2 separate regions of the Mus musculus genome follow, and region 1 is linked to region 2. Evidence: chromatin contacts called from public Hi-C data. All regions are on one chromosome and are shown on one strand. Each heading gives the region's core, a stretch centred on a gene start, on an enhancer-like site or on the middle of the called end of the contact. The rest is flanking DNA. Distances are from core to core; before and after follow the strand shown.

Region 1 (7,383 bases), core at 1,518-4,017, 92 kb after region 2:
CTTTTCACTTTAAATTTTCAAGTGGGGGGGAAAAAGCCTTTTATCTAATCAGCGAGGGATGATTATGTTCCTAAGGTCTTGCTGGAATACAACCTTATATATTACAAGTATTGTGGGAAACTTACGAATAGCTTGGGTGGACAAGGAAGTCCTAGGCTAAACCTTCTCTCTTAAGAACATTGGAACACACATCCCTTCTGTGTGGCCAAATGGCTAACATTTGTTAGACTTCTATAGTCCTTGACCATTCCTTAGACACAAGCAATTTATATCCACTAAAGACAAAAAGAATAGTTTGCTCAAATGATATAGACTTGTTTCCAATGTTTTTGTTTGTTTTGTTTTTTGTTTGGTTGGTTTTGGTTTTTGTTTTGTTTTTTGTTTTTGTTTTTCATGAGGGTATAGTGCCTTAGGGAAGAACTATGACATCTTTTCCTTCATTAGTTCATGATTGATGGATGAAGTAGTGAAATATACATGCCATATTAATTAAGGTGCTGATGCAAGTATTTTTCAAGAATATGCCTTTAGGGGCTAGAGAGATGGCTCAATGGCTGAGAGGACTTGGTGCTCATCCAGAGTACCTCTGTTAGGTTCCCTATATACACTGCAGCTAACAGCCATCTGTAAGTCTAGGACCAAGGAATTCAACATCCTCCTCTGGTCTCCATGAGCACCAGGCTCACATGTGGTACAAATGCATGCACGTAGCCTAACCACTCACACACACCCAATGAAAATAAATATTTTGTTTAAAAAAACAAACAAACAAAAACAAAATCCTGTTGTATGGTTACAGACGCATGAGACTCTTCCAAATCTCTTTTTCATGATCTTCCTACAAGTGTGCTGAGCGGGATGAGTTGGAGAAGTCTTCTGTTTGGGATTTTGCTTTGAACTCTGTGTTTTGATTTAAGATTGGGTTAGGAAGCAGGGATGGCAGTGCTCTGCTGAAAGAACAGGGTGCTGTGTTTGCTAGATTGCAAGGATACCTTGGCATCTGTAAAGTCAGCCTGCTTTTTTTCTATATCCCATAGCACTTTAGTCTCTACCTGCAAGATACTCATCTGTCACATGAAATTATGGTAACCAAAGATAGCACTGAAACAATCTGAGGAGGAAAAAAAAAAGTCTGCCGTTATCTCACAGCAGGTATATTCGATGTTTTTCTCTTGGGCGAATTTGAGATAACATATATGAACATGGTTTCAAAGCTGTAAAGTGCTCCTTCAGTATGCTTTGTTGCCATTGCATGGTTGGGATGACGTTGGTCAAGAAAGAAGACTTGTGATTGAACCACAGTTTGGGGCTCCGGAGCTCACTTCTGATTTCAGATTTGAGATTTATTAATTTGCCACTTATTAATTATTCAAAGGCCATACTGTTCTTTCGTTTTCCTTCTTCAATGTTATATCAGAACAAAGACTCATATAGGTTTAATGTAAAAATCAACATAGCCAGAAGTTAAACTTGGGGGCGGGCATTAATAGTAGGAGATATTTAAGGGTGTGCCTGAAATTCAAGGACATTTTGCGTCATTATCAGACACAGAGAATGGAAGACACTCAGAGATTAAGTCCTGAGTAAAAATATAAAACTGGTCCCCTCTGGAAATCAGTCTGGTGGTTCCTCAGAAAATTGGACATAGTACTACAGGAGGATCCCGCAATACCTCTCCTGGGCATATATCCAGAAGATGTCCCAACCGGTAAGAAGAACACATGCTCCACTATGTTCATAGCAGCCTTTTTTATAATAGCCAGAAGCTGGAAAGAACCCAGATGCCCCTCAACAGAGGAATGGATACAGAAAATGTGGTACATTTACACAATGGAATACTACTCAGCTATTAAAAAAATGAATTTATGAAATTCCTAGGCAAATGGATGGACCTGGAGGGTATCATCCTGAGTGAAGTAACCCAATCACAAAGGAACTCACACAATATGTACTCACTGATAAGTGGATATTAGCCCAGAAACTTAGGATACCCAAGATATAAGATACAACTTGCCAAACGCATGAAATTCAAGAAGAATGAAGACCAAAGTGTGAACACTTTACCCTTTCTTAGAAATGGGAACAAAACACCCATAGAAGGAGTTACAGAGACAAAATTTGGAGCTGTGATGAAAGGATGGACCATCTAGTGATTGCCATATGCAGGGATCCATCCCATAATCAGCTTCCAAATGCTGACACCATTGCATACACTAGCAAGATTTTGCTGAAAGGACCCAGATATAGCTCTCTCTTGTGAGACTATGCCGGGGCCTAGCAAACACAGAAGTGGATGATCACAGTCAGCTATTGGATGGGTCACACGGCCCCTAATGGAGGAGCTAGAGAAATTACCCAAGGAGTTAAAGGGAACTGCAACCCTATAGGTGGAACAACAATATGAACTAACCAGTACCCGGGAGCTCTTGTCTTTAGCTGCATATGTATCAAAAGATGGCCTAGTTGGCCATCACTGCAAAGAGAGGCCCATTGGACTTGCAAACTTTATATGCCCCAGTACGGGGGAACGCCAGGGCCAAAAAGGGGGAGTGGGTGGGTAGGGGATTGGGGGGGGGTGGGTATGGGGGACCTTTGGGATAGCATTGAAAATGTAAACGAGGAAAATACCTAATTAAAAAATATATATATAGTCTTTATTATTCAATTTAAAAGAAAAAAAAACTGGTCCGAGTTTGTGCTTCTCCCAGCTGACCGCTAGATTACCTCTTTGAACCTCTCTCCACATCTGAAGGAGCCTGATTACAACCACAGCCTGATGGTTCAAGGGCCTCTAGTAGGCCCCACATGTGGTTAGCCCATCTAGAAGTTTACAACATTGATGGTCGCTTTATCTTTAGATTCTTAGGATCTTACAAAATGATGGTGTCTCTCAGTACGATGAGCAAAATTGATGTGTTTTGAGTGCTTACGTGTAAGGAACCAATGGGCTCGCTACATATGAGTACACACACACACATACACACACACACACACACACACACACACACACACACACACACACACACACACTTCACTTTGATTCTTTTCACTTTTCAAAACACCAGAGCAGACAAACCGATGCTAAAGAGGTAATCTGTACAGCAACCCCTCAGACTAGAAAGGAAGCTGGTACTGCCGTTTCGTTCCAGCCACACAGATAACATTCAAGCTCTTAATGGAATGAAAACACATTACTGTCTGAAAGGAGGGTGGTGGCAGGGATAATGACAGAGAGTCAGTTTCCCCTCCTGAGAATGTCCATGTTGGGAAGACATGGTCTGCTCAAGCCTGGCTCCTCTTTGCACCGTGAGTTAGAACGCACCGATTTTCCTAAGGATTCTCTGACCTCATGGAGTTGCTCCCAAACCCATGACTCACTCCACACGCCCTGCACATCTTTTGTCTCACCATCAACTCAGAGCAATTGGAAGAGACTCAGAGATTCAATTCTGAAAAACAAACCTCATCATAATGGGAAATCCAATTAGCTCTAGATACAGTAGCTGCATCGGAGAAGAAACCACTGTAATTCTGCCTTCTGCAAAAATGGTTTAGCCGTTCATTAGGTAGCCCGTCAAAAATTAAACAACGCCAATTCTTTTTTTCTTGTCCTGATATCTAGCATTATCTGGAGAATTATATTAGAAGACAGATTACTGATCTGCCTTGTAACTAGATGTAATTCCTGGAATCTTTGTTTTCCTTCCTGTTTTATCTTCTCTTGTATGTCTCAATGTGCGGGAAAGTAATTATCTCTGGGGAGGCCAGGCTGCACTCCTGTTCATCTGTTTGGGGAGGGTAAAAATGATGATGTAGATAATGTTGATATCATTTTTAGCTTTGCTAAGTGAAAAGTGATATTAAACAGCGATATTATCATGCTTACTCTCTCAGATGCTTTGTGAAAGAAATAAAAAGAAAAAGTGATTGTTATCTGCTTACAGGAAGGGAAGCTGAAACCACATGACTTGCTTAATGTCTCAAATGAGATTATTGGTAGAGGTAGAAGTAGAAACCCAGCTAAGTGTTCGGCCTCGGAACGAGGACTTGCCATGTTGGCGAAGCTGGCACTCCCTGGGTTTCTCTACACACCTTGGGGTTTTTATTATGACTTTTTACAGATTTGACTTAGTCACATTTGATAAAAATCAATGTCTTTACTACAGCATTATGAAGTATAGAAAGATGCCTGGGATGTAATTTCTGCCCTCAAATGGAATCAAAGGACATGATAAATACAAAACAGCAATAATAGCTAGCATATGACAGAGACAAGAAAATTGTGTTAAAGCCTTTTGCAAGTCAGTAAAATGTGTATGTGTCTGTACTCAGAGTATATGTGTGTAGCATGTTTAGACGATGTCTCCTTTGGTTGGTAGTAAAGGAAAATAAAGGGAAGTAATTAGAAAAGAGAAGGAGGAAGGATCTCCCTTCTTGTAGTTTTCTTGGAGTTAGCTTGTCTTGCCCCAAGGTAAGATTCACAGTCACGAGCTCCTCTGCGGCTTCTGTGGGTCTGCAGTACGATTCTGCAACCTGCAGCTTCAGAGTTGCACATTAGGGAACAGCTTGATGATCTCACCACTCCCCAGTTTCAACGAAGAGACAACTGACTTAGATATGGACAACGCAGGAGTCTACAGAAGATGAGCATCAACAGCTCTAGCAGGTTACCAGCAGGGGGCTGGAAAAGAAAAACAGAAAGAGAGATTTCCGTAAGCAACCAAGCTGGCCTTTGTACAGCCTAGGTGCACTTGGGCACAGGTCACCTGAGTGCCTCAAAAAAAATCAGACTGAGAGCACCCCCACACCAACTGTCTACTTCCTACATTTCCTCCGGCCCTCACGTTATGTGGCATTTGGGGCACAGCTGCTTTCATTTTGCATTTATGAATAATTTGAGACTATATTTAGGTATTTCCAGTCATTAGGTACCTACATTTCTGTATACAGCTTGAAGATTTTTATCTTTTTTTTTTCAGAATTCAAGAAATTTATGAGAAAGAAAGCTCTTAATATTAGGTCACTTAGTCAATTACCGCTTTTCCTGCCTAATGCAAGACTATTCCCTAAAGCCCTGTTTCTAGCTCTCTGTTGCCTATTTTTAAATGTACTAACTGATGGTGATTCTGCCACTTCACTCAGGAGACCATTATCCTGGCTCCCCATCCTGGGTGTCAAGGGGTTTTCCCTGGTAATTAGCTGCATCTTGCTATTTCTCCTCTTTCCCATTATCCCTAGTTATCCATTCCCTTGTAACAATATTATTTCTTTCACATTGGTTCTATATTTTTAGATACTTTCCACAATTCTGTAAGCCCCTCTAAAAAGGAGCTGAGAGTCTTAGTACCAGCCCGTATCTTAATTATTCACACTGCTACAGGATGAAGCTGGAGTTAATGGAATCAGCCACTGGGTTCTCCTGTTTCTAGCAATGTGCTGCATTAGCCTGTGCCTGCATCTCTGCTTGTCTGCATTGATTTTATCAGTCTTAGGTCATCTTCTTCCACCAAGCAACGACTCTTTAAGCATACTGTGTCTAGGTTATGTGAAAGTATACAAGAAACGGCCACTTTATTTTCTGAAAAATGAGAAGTGAGAATATACACTTTATTAAAGTTCTAGGTGTGTTAAGTGATATTGGGTATGCAAATAATTTAGTGACTATTCCAGTGTGCCCCAATGTAATAAAAGCAGGCAGTATATCTGTCCACCATATGAATAAAGATTTTGAATCCAAATAAATACCTTGCATTTGCAGCCTTATCACATGCTGTGTGTATGATCTTATCAACACACGCATTACATAATATTTCATGGTTTACATGAATGAACATTTCCTGAGGGAAGGCAGTATTTGGTCTTGTGCATCTCTAGTCCTAACGAGTCACACTTAAGTTGACCCTACTCCTCCAGTCTCAGTGGTGTCACCTATGAAAGGCAGTGAAACTATTCAGACAAACTGAGTCAGACACAGTTTCTGCCATGGCTCACACCTTCTTTGTCCATTTTGAATTTTAGCCATCACTGCAGATACCAGATGTGCTCAGGGAAAATCTGACGACATTTCACCTCCATTGTACCTTACAGAATACTGGCATCTCCTAAGGGACGTCTACAAGAGCCTGGTTTCAGGAGAGCAGACAACCATCTCCTAAGCAATAGCTCTCAGGGGAAATATTTGCTGATCGCAGCTGGGCAGTGGCATCTAATAGGGAGACGCCATTGTGGGACATTTTTAACATCCTATGGTGTGCAAGATAGCTTCTCAAAATAAAAGATTGGTCTGTCCCAAATGTGCTGGCTAGTTTTTGTTTTTTTTTTTTTTTGTTTTGTTTTGTTTTTTTAATGTCAACTTGATAGAAGCTAGGGTCATCTGAGGGAACCTCATTTGAGACAATGTCTCCATAAGATATGTCTGTAAGCAAGCCTGTAGGGCATGTTCTTAATTAGTGATTGATGTGTGAGAGCCTAGACCATGGTGGGTAGTAACACCTCTGAGCTGGCAATCCTGGGTTCTATAAGAAAGCAGGCTGAGCAACCCATGAATAGTAAGCCAGGAAGCATCATTTCTCCGTGGCCCCTGCATCAGCTCCTGCCTCCAGATTCCTGCCATGCTAGAGTTCCTGCCCTGAGTGCCTTCAATGATGAACAGTGATATGGAAGAGTAAGTGAAATAAACCCTTTGTTCCCCAAGTTGCTTTTGTCCATGAAGTTTCATCACAGCAATGGAAACCCTAACTAAAGCACTAAGACTAGCCCTTTTGTTTTAGCCAGAGCTCTGTTTACTGTCTTCAGACTCAACCCACCTAAAAGGTGGTTTTCTTGATCTCTAGTACACATTCTAGCTAGCTAACAGAACACTCTATTGGTTTATATCCTATGAAATAAGTGCTACATGGAAAGGACTACCTAGGTTATAACACTGCTAGGCATGATATACGGTCCTCTGACATGGCAAGAAATAGCATAGCCAAGGAATTATAATATTCAATTAATATGGACCCAACAGAAGCCAGGAAGCAATATGAAAATAGACCTTGAGGATACTCATATACAAAGTTAAGAATATAAGACAAGAAGAGAGAAAAAAGACTGCTGTCCCATGACAAAAGGCTTGATACCTTAATAACACATATAGAGCTCATGCTAATATGTCACTGAAGCTTAAACCTTATCAAAGTACTCAGATAACAGAAGCGTGAGCATGGTATTGGAGACATGATCAAAATCCTCAGACAGGTAAGAAAGTGGTGATGAATTTGTTATGTCAGATCAAAAGACTCTGATGAGTTCAGCGGCACTCTTTACTCCATCGTGAAGGATGCATGGAGAGAGAAGCAGGAGGATTGTGGAGAAGTTAGGTATTGCACTCAGTGCTGGGAG
Region 2 (6,531 bases), core at 2,039-4,538:
TACAGATGAGGGAAAGACTCTCTCCTCCTCTCCCTTGTCCCTCACCACTGGTGGCAGGCAGGAGAGCTCTCTTGTCCCTCACCCCTGGGCCATGAGAGTGAGAGAATTGTCCCTGACCCGTGCCTGTTGTAGTACTCAGGAAAACAGGCCCTATACCTTGTCTGAGCTGTACAGCAGAGCTGTCCTTAATGGCATGGGTGCAGATGAACCAGTCCTGAGGCCATGAGAACAAGAGAGCTGGCTCTGCCCCTTGCTGGTGGTGGCATTGAATGGGCCAGCCAGTGCAGGGCAAGAGAACTCCCCCCGATGATGTGGGAGCAGGAGAGCTGGAGGGCTGAGCCGTTCAGATACTTCTCAGGCCTAGATCCAGGGCTTTGGATTGGCCCATTCCAATATCTACCCATCTATGAACTACTGAAGTGCATGAAGGGGCCAGTCCCACAGATCCAACATTACAGGATCTCCACAGCACAGGGTAACCAAAGCAACATGAGAAGAATCCCAGTGAGGGTCTAGTATTGATAGTGTAGCAAAAGCCAGAGGCCTTGTACCAGATCAACATAACAGATCAACAACTCATTACAATGAATGTTTGCAAGCATGGGCAAAAAGAGTATACTGTGAGACACAGTGTGACATACTCCAGCTGCCACATGAATTTTTTTCTCTCTTAGTGGGGGTGGCAAGGGTAGAGGGAGGAGAAGAGAGGAGAGGGAGATGAGTAGGACTAGGAAGTACAATGTGAAATACACAAGGAACCTGTAATACATGAATGAGTGAATGAATGAATGAATGAATGAATGATGGGAAGGGAGAGAGAGAGAGAGAGAGAGAGAGAGAGAGAGAGAGAGAGAGAGAGACTTAAGCCCCAAGTTGCCACTTTGGGACAGACTATTTCACCATCCCACATGATGTTGGATATTAATACTGGAGAACTTAACATTTACTAGAATTTTTTCTATTGAAGGAATAAGAAATTATAAGGAATGGGAAACTAGAAAAATTACTATTTTGCAAGCTGCAGTGGGTAGCTGACTCAGACAAGGAACATCAATGGATGTCAGAGTCGTTGGGCAAAGCACTGTTCAAATCAGGGTGTGTTCCCTTTACCAAAGCACTACCCCACAAGAGCTTGATAACAACATGGAAAACGTTCCACCTACAAAGGAAAGAGGTGGTGACTGTCACCTTAGTCCTATCATCAAACCTCATTGTTTTAGTCACTGTTGTGCAGAGGCAACATGAAATGGGATCTGCTGAGGTGATGCGGTGGGAAGGGCATGGGTGTCTGTGATGGATTTTCTTCAAAACATGTTTACCTCAATATCTCTCAATTTACTTTATAGAAAACATAGTGGAGAAAGACTGGCCTTTCCAAATGACATTGTGGCTTTTGCTATAAACTCCTGTTCTCTGAATGGCCCCAAAATGTCCTCAGTTTTCAGTCTGCCCTGTGCTCTCTTTGGAAGGCAAGAGATAATGTTTTCTGAGCTCTTTAAAAGTTGACCATGAAAAACTTGCTGATTTAATGCAAGTTTCTTTAGCATTTCTCTAAAGAAAATAAAATCAGTGGTCTAGAAGTCTTGTTTAATAGACAGGTGCTTTTAGAACTGACTTATCTGCTAAACTGTTTTTCTGGTATGAAATTTAGAGTGCCTTGGAAAACAGCTTTCAATGAAAATGTATTTCTCTCTTGACTAATTTGACCTATTTGTTTCAGAGGTAGCCTAGTAGAAAGATAAAAACATTAGGGTTTTTTTTTCCTGAGTTCAAAGATAGATTTGTGGCATCTAGGGAAAAAGCTTAGAGACCATCACCAATACTCTGCTCCATTTCTTCACTGATTGAGTCTGTTGGCTACAGGAATGCCATTCATGTTGTTCTCTCAAGTACATGAGTAGAATCGGATGCAGAGTAGGCTCTGTAGGTGGTAGAGTGGAGGACTAAGCAAAATACTGTATATGAAAACTCTTTGGAAATTTGGAAGATCCTCCCAAATTCTGCCCCTTTGTTTGCTTATTAGTGGTTGGTCTTGAATGACCTTGTGTGTGGCAGCATTTCTGTAGACTCTACAGTGTAGCTGTTTCCCTATATCTATCTATCTATCTATCTATCTATCTATCTATCTATCTATCTATCTATCTATCTACCTACCTACCTACCTACCTACCTACCTACCTACTTACCTACCTACCTACCTATCTATCTACATTAGAGACCAGGAAGAAGATAGTGTTAAAGGGTTAATTTTACTGAAATTGTAGATTGGTTTTGGTTACAGCAGCTACACTATACATTCCTCAACTTGTCCAATTAAAGAACCTGGCAAGTGTTTTGATATCTGACAGCTCTGCTGTCAAGCAATTCTGTTCTACAATTAATCAAGCTGTAGCCATTTCCCCAACCACTGCCGTAATATAATGGCATCATTGTATGTGCAAGCACAATATACTTGTATACTGTTTAAAAGGCAGCAAAGCAAATGAACACTACAAATTCACTACGCCGTACATGCAGTTGTATCATCAAGATTTACTGTTGAACTCATGCTGTTTTAATGCTTTACTGTGTCTGACTGAGCTCAGATATCGCTATTTAGGTGCTGGTTGCTGGTTTCCGATTTCCGAAATTGAGATTCTGCCTTCTTTGGGATGTTTTCAGCTTTGTCTGGATAACACTGTACCAATGGCTCGAATCCTTTAATGATTGGATGTCAGCTCCTGGGTTTTGATTGCTGTTTTGTCTGGATCAGTGTTAGACACAACTGCAGGTCCTACTCCCCTTCGTCCCCCTCCCAGTGACTTCCTGCTGCAAATGAGTTTGCCACAAATCACGATGCCTGCAACAAGCATCTCTGGGAAGCTGTTCCATTTCTCCTTGGCAACTTGCCACTTTGTGCCTTTACTTGTAACACTGAAATGCCTGAATTTACCAAAGGACTTGGCTTCTCTGTGAAATTAACTATTTCATGGGAGTCTTTCTCTTCTACCAGAAGTATGTGTTTCTCCTAGGCACTTACTAGGTAGGCATGTTGGTCAGCTTTGACCAAACAAACAAGTGCCATTTTTCATTGATATCATTTCCTGTTTATAGATCTAATCTGATAAGCAGTCAAATTACAAGTTAGCAGAAAGGTCATCTAGAAATTACAAATGAAATGGTCAAAATGTATTTGAAAAGTAGATCTGATCCCTTGCTTCAGGAGGCAATTAGGACTCCTTACACGGATGGCATTTGGTGATGTTCAGATGTATGGACATCCTCGTGTAACTGGCATTGCTGATACCATCTGGAAGATGGGACAAGAATGCTGTGAGTCATGGCTGAATTGCTCCCGGAGAATGTGATACATACAACTTCATCCGTAGGGTGAAGAAGGATCATCAGCTGAAAAGTGCAATTTATGTACACACTGACAAATGCCACCGTGAGTCTCTTGTCACTTAGGGAAGCGAGTGAATAAATATAACCAGACTGCTGCATTCAGTGGATGTGGGATGTGGGGTGTGTGTGTGTGTGTGTGTGTGTGTGTGTGTGTGTGTGTGTGTGTGTGTGTGCCAAGCCCAGGATGAACTATGAAGCAAATCAGGATTTGCAAGTTTCTCCTTTGTTTCTTCCACTGACTCATGATCTGATCTCCATGCTGTTCCGAGGTTTTGGTTTGTAATAAAACCAATTACTTTTTATATTCTTTTGTCAAAGTTTTAATTAGCATACAAAATGCCATGGTGGCATTTTCAAATGAAGTTGTTTGGTTGATTCGGATTCGGCTTTTCTTCCTGTCTTGCTGCTCCCACACACATACTCGTACCCCCACCCCCACCCCAAGCCCAGGAGCCTCCTGCTTTCTCACCGCATGTGTCTGAGTCCTCACCTGTCTCCCCAGCACTTTGTTTCTGGTTTCGGTGGCCTATAGCCACATCCATACTTACATACATGCACAAAAACATTAAAGTCTAGGATCCATGTGTGAGAGAGCATGTGCCGTTTCTGTTCCTGAGTTTGGATCACTTCTCTTAATATAACCCTTTCCAGCTTCACTCACTTGCCTGAATTTCCATTTTGCCTTATAGCTGAATAAAATTCCATTCCGTGCATGGACCACATTTTCATCATCCATTCTTCTGCTGAATGGTCATCCATGTGTGTTTCATTTCCCTACCACTGTGGGTATGCAGCTGTAAGCGCCAACGTATGAGATCTCTGTGGCAGAATATAGAGCCCTTTGGGTGCATGCCTAGGAGTGGTATAGCTGAGTCATTTAGTAGCACTCTGTTTAACTTTTAAAAAGATTTTATTTTAATCACATATAGATGTGTGTGGATGTGTATATTATGCAGGTGACTATAGAGACCAGAAGGTAATGTCAGATTTCCTGTGATCAGCCTCATATGGATGGTGGGAATTGAACCCAGGTCCTCTGGAAGAGCAACCAGTGCTCTTAAGTGCTGAGCCATCCATCCAGCCCTGTCTGGGTTTAGTTTTTTGAGAAATCTCCACATTGATTTCCATAATAGCTGTCCTAGTTCACCTTACTCCTCTTTCCCTACATCCTCGCCAGCATTTTAGCCATCTACTTTCTTGACAATGGCCATTCTGACTAGGGAGAGGTTGGGTTTTAATGTAAAAGCATGACACATGTGTCACAGAATGTGAGTTACAGATTGTTGGCACTGTGTCAGGAGCAAACGAGCTGGGTTTCATACAGCAGTCTGGCCTGGCCATAGACCTAATAGGGCTTGGTAGCCTCAGGACCTGATGGGTCTGCATGAGGATTCTTACTACGCTCTGATCTCTTCCCACATGTGCACATCTGCTTCACATCCTGTGTGTAAGCACTTCAAAACCTGGTGCTTCGCTAGACTGACTTATTACTAAAGCGTTAAGAAGTGAGATCACCCCACATTTTGTTCTGTTTTCTAGGAACAAAGATTGTTTTTTAATCATTGTCCCCTCCCAATGAATCCTTTCTGTCACAGAATTTTGACTCATGATTACTGTACTCTTCAGCCATGGAACAAGACATTGAAAAAGTTGTGTCAAGTATCAAGTTTACACACACAGCATCCTCTGATGTGCTAATCAACATATCTAGTCACTTATCGTCAGTCAGAGCCTAGGTGTGCTTTTTAACTATCCAATCAGAGCAGAGGTTGAAATTGGGCTTTTTGCATTTAAATCAATAATCAAGAAATGATTTCACCCAAAGGAGGTAAAACATAACTTAATGCTAGTCACTTGGCTTCTTGGACTCTAAGCTTCTCACCTGTAACATAAGGTCTAAGGCCCACCTTCTCAGATCTGCCTCTTTGGGGAACTGTCCTTTGTGCTGGTCACCTTGAAGCAGATTACACATGTCACTGTGTAAAACACTCCATCCTGAAAGCTAATGGAAATTTAAGATCAGCTGCTTAGTCACTGAAGTTTTTGAGCTTGCACAGAAAGTGTCCTGTTTGTTTGTTAATTAGAAAAAGTGTATCAGTAAGAGTTGAAAAAATTCTTTTTTAAAACGCAATCACATGGATTGTGGAGATGGTTTATGGACAAAGTCCTTGGCATTGAAACATGAGGACTAGAGGTTGGATCTCTCACACTCAAATGCTGGCTGGCTGTGGAAAGTTGCCTATAATCTCAGTGCATGGGATGTGGAGACAGGGATCCACAGAACAAGCTGGCTAACTAGACTAGCGGAATTGATGAGCTCTCCATTCAAGTGAAGAACCCCACTTTAATATGTAGGATGGAAATGTCCAACATCCACCTTAGGCCTCTATGCACATGCTCACATTGCGTACACACACACACACCCATCTGCTCACACATATGTGGGTATGCATGCAAAAATTGTCAAGAAAGGGGAAAAGCTAGAATGCATCAGACTTTCCCCTAATATAATCAAGAATGAAAACAATTAGAAAGCTAACACATTCTCAAACAGTGTTATACAATATCACATCCATTTCTATACTGTCCAAATCATCTTAAGTTTTGGCAAAGTGGAAAGATGCTGCTATAAACAGAACAAGAGAAACAAAACTCTTAAATTGTTTAAATGTTTCTGAACCCAGCAATTTCAAGCTCCCTGTTTCTCATGCCTACTCACAGACTGAAAACCATTCTGTATTTCTCTCGCCAATATAAGAATGTAACCAGACATGCTACCCTCCTAAGAAAAGATACAGGTTCTACTGACTCACAGGTTCCCCTGTGCCCAGTGGCCTTGACAGTGCCTAATCGGAGACGTTGCCTGCCATTGTACTTTTGCTAAAAGTGTCCCTCTACATGTGCCACAAAGATTTGTGAAAATGAAAACTCTTTAATAGATGTCATCCTGTTTAAACAAACTTTATTGAGTTCTACAATCAGAAGAATCTTGCAGACACAAGCAGGTAGTATGGGATAGCCCATGTCTTTAGAGAGCATAGTATTTTGTAAGCAGGATAGGATAACCCATATATAGCTTTGTGTTTTTCTTTAGATTCTAAGATGCAAAAAAAAAAAACCCTAACCAAAAATATATTAAAATCTCTG

Evidence for each region. Hi-C and Micro-C count contacts between places; a contact is called where the count stands out from the background.
Region 1: a contact with region 2 is called in a Hi-C map of the N1E-115 cell line, with 4 times the contacts expected there. The contact joins two enhancer-like sites. A contact is called at or near these places in 4 of 39 promoter capture datasets (cranial neural crest, epiblast stem cells and liver), 1 of 15 datasets of contacts at CTCF or cohesin (the NIH/3T3 cell line) and 3 of 484 Hi-C or Micro-C datasets (3T3-L1-derived adipocytes, the N1E-115 cell line and bone marrow-derived macrophages).

Annotation. Positions count from the first base shown.
Region 1 is chr2:61,374,529-61,381,911 of GRCm38.p6, forward strand. No RefSeq gene overlaps it. Among named protein-coding and RNA genes, the nearest start is that of Gm39834, 7.7 kb to the left of the region's middle. Within about 2 kb of position 2,768, at least 11 of the 459 cell types and tissues checked have an H3K27ac peak or open chromatin away from gene starts, as enhancers often do. A contact at or near this core is called in the N1E-115 cell line, where this site is marked.
Region 2 is chr2:61,281,588-61,288,118 of GRCm38.p6, forward strand. No RefSeq gene overlaps it. Among named protein-coding and RNA genes, the nearest start is that of Gm26422, 4.6 kb to the left of the region's middle. Within about 2 kb of position 3,289, at least 17 of the 459 cell types and tissues checked have an H3K27ac peak or open chromatin away from gene starts, as enhancers often do. A contact at or near this core is called in the N1E-115 cell line, where this site is marked.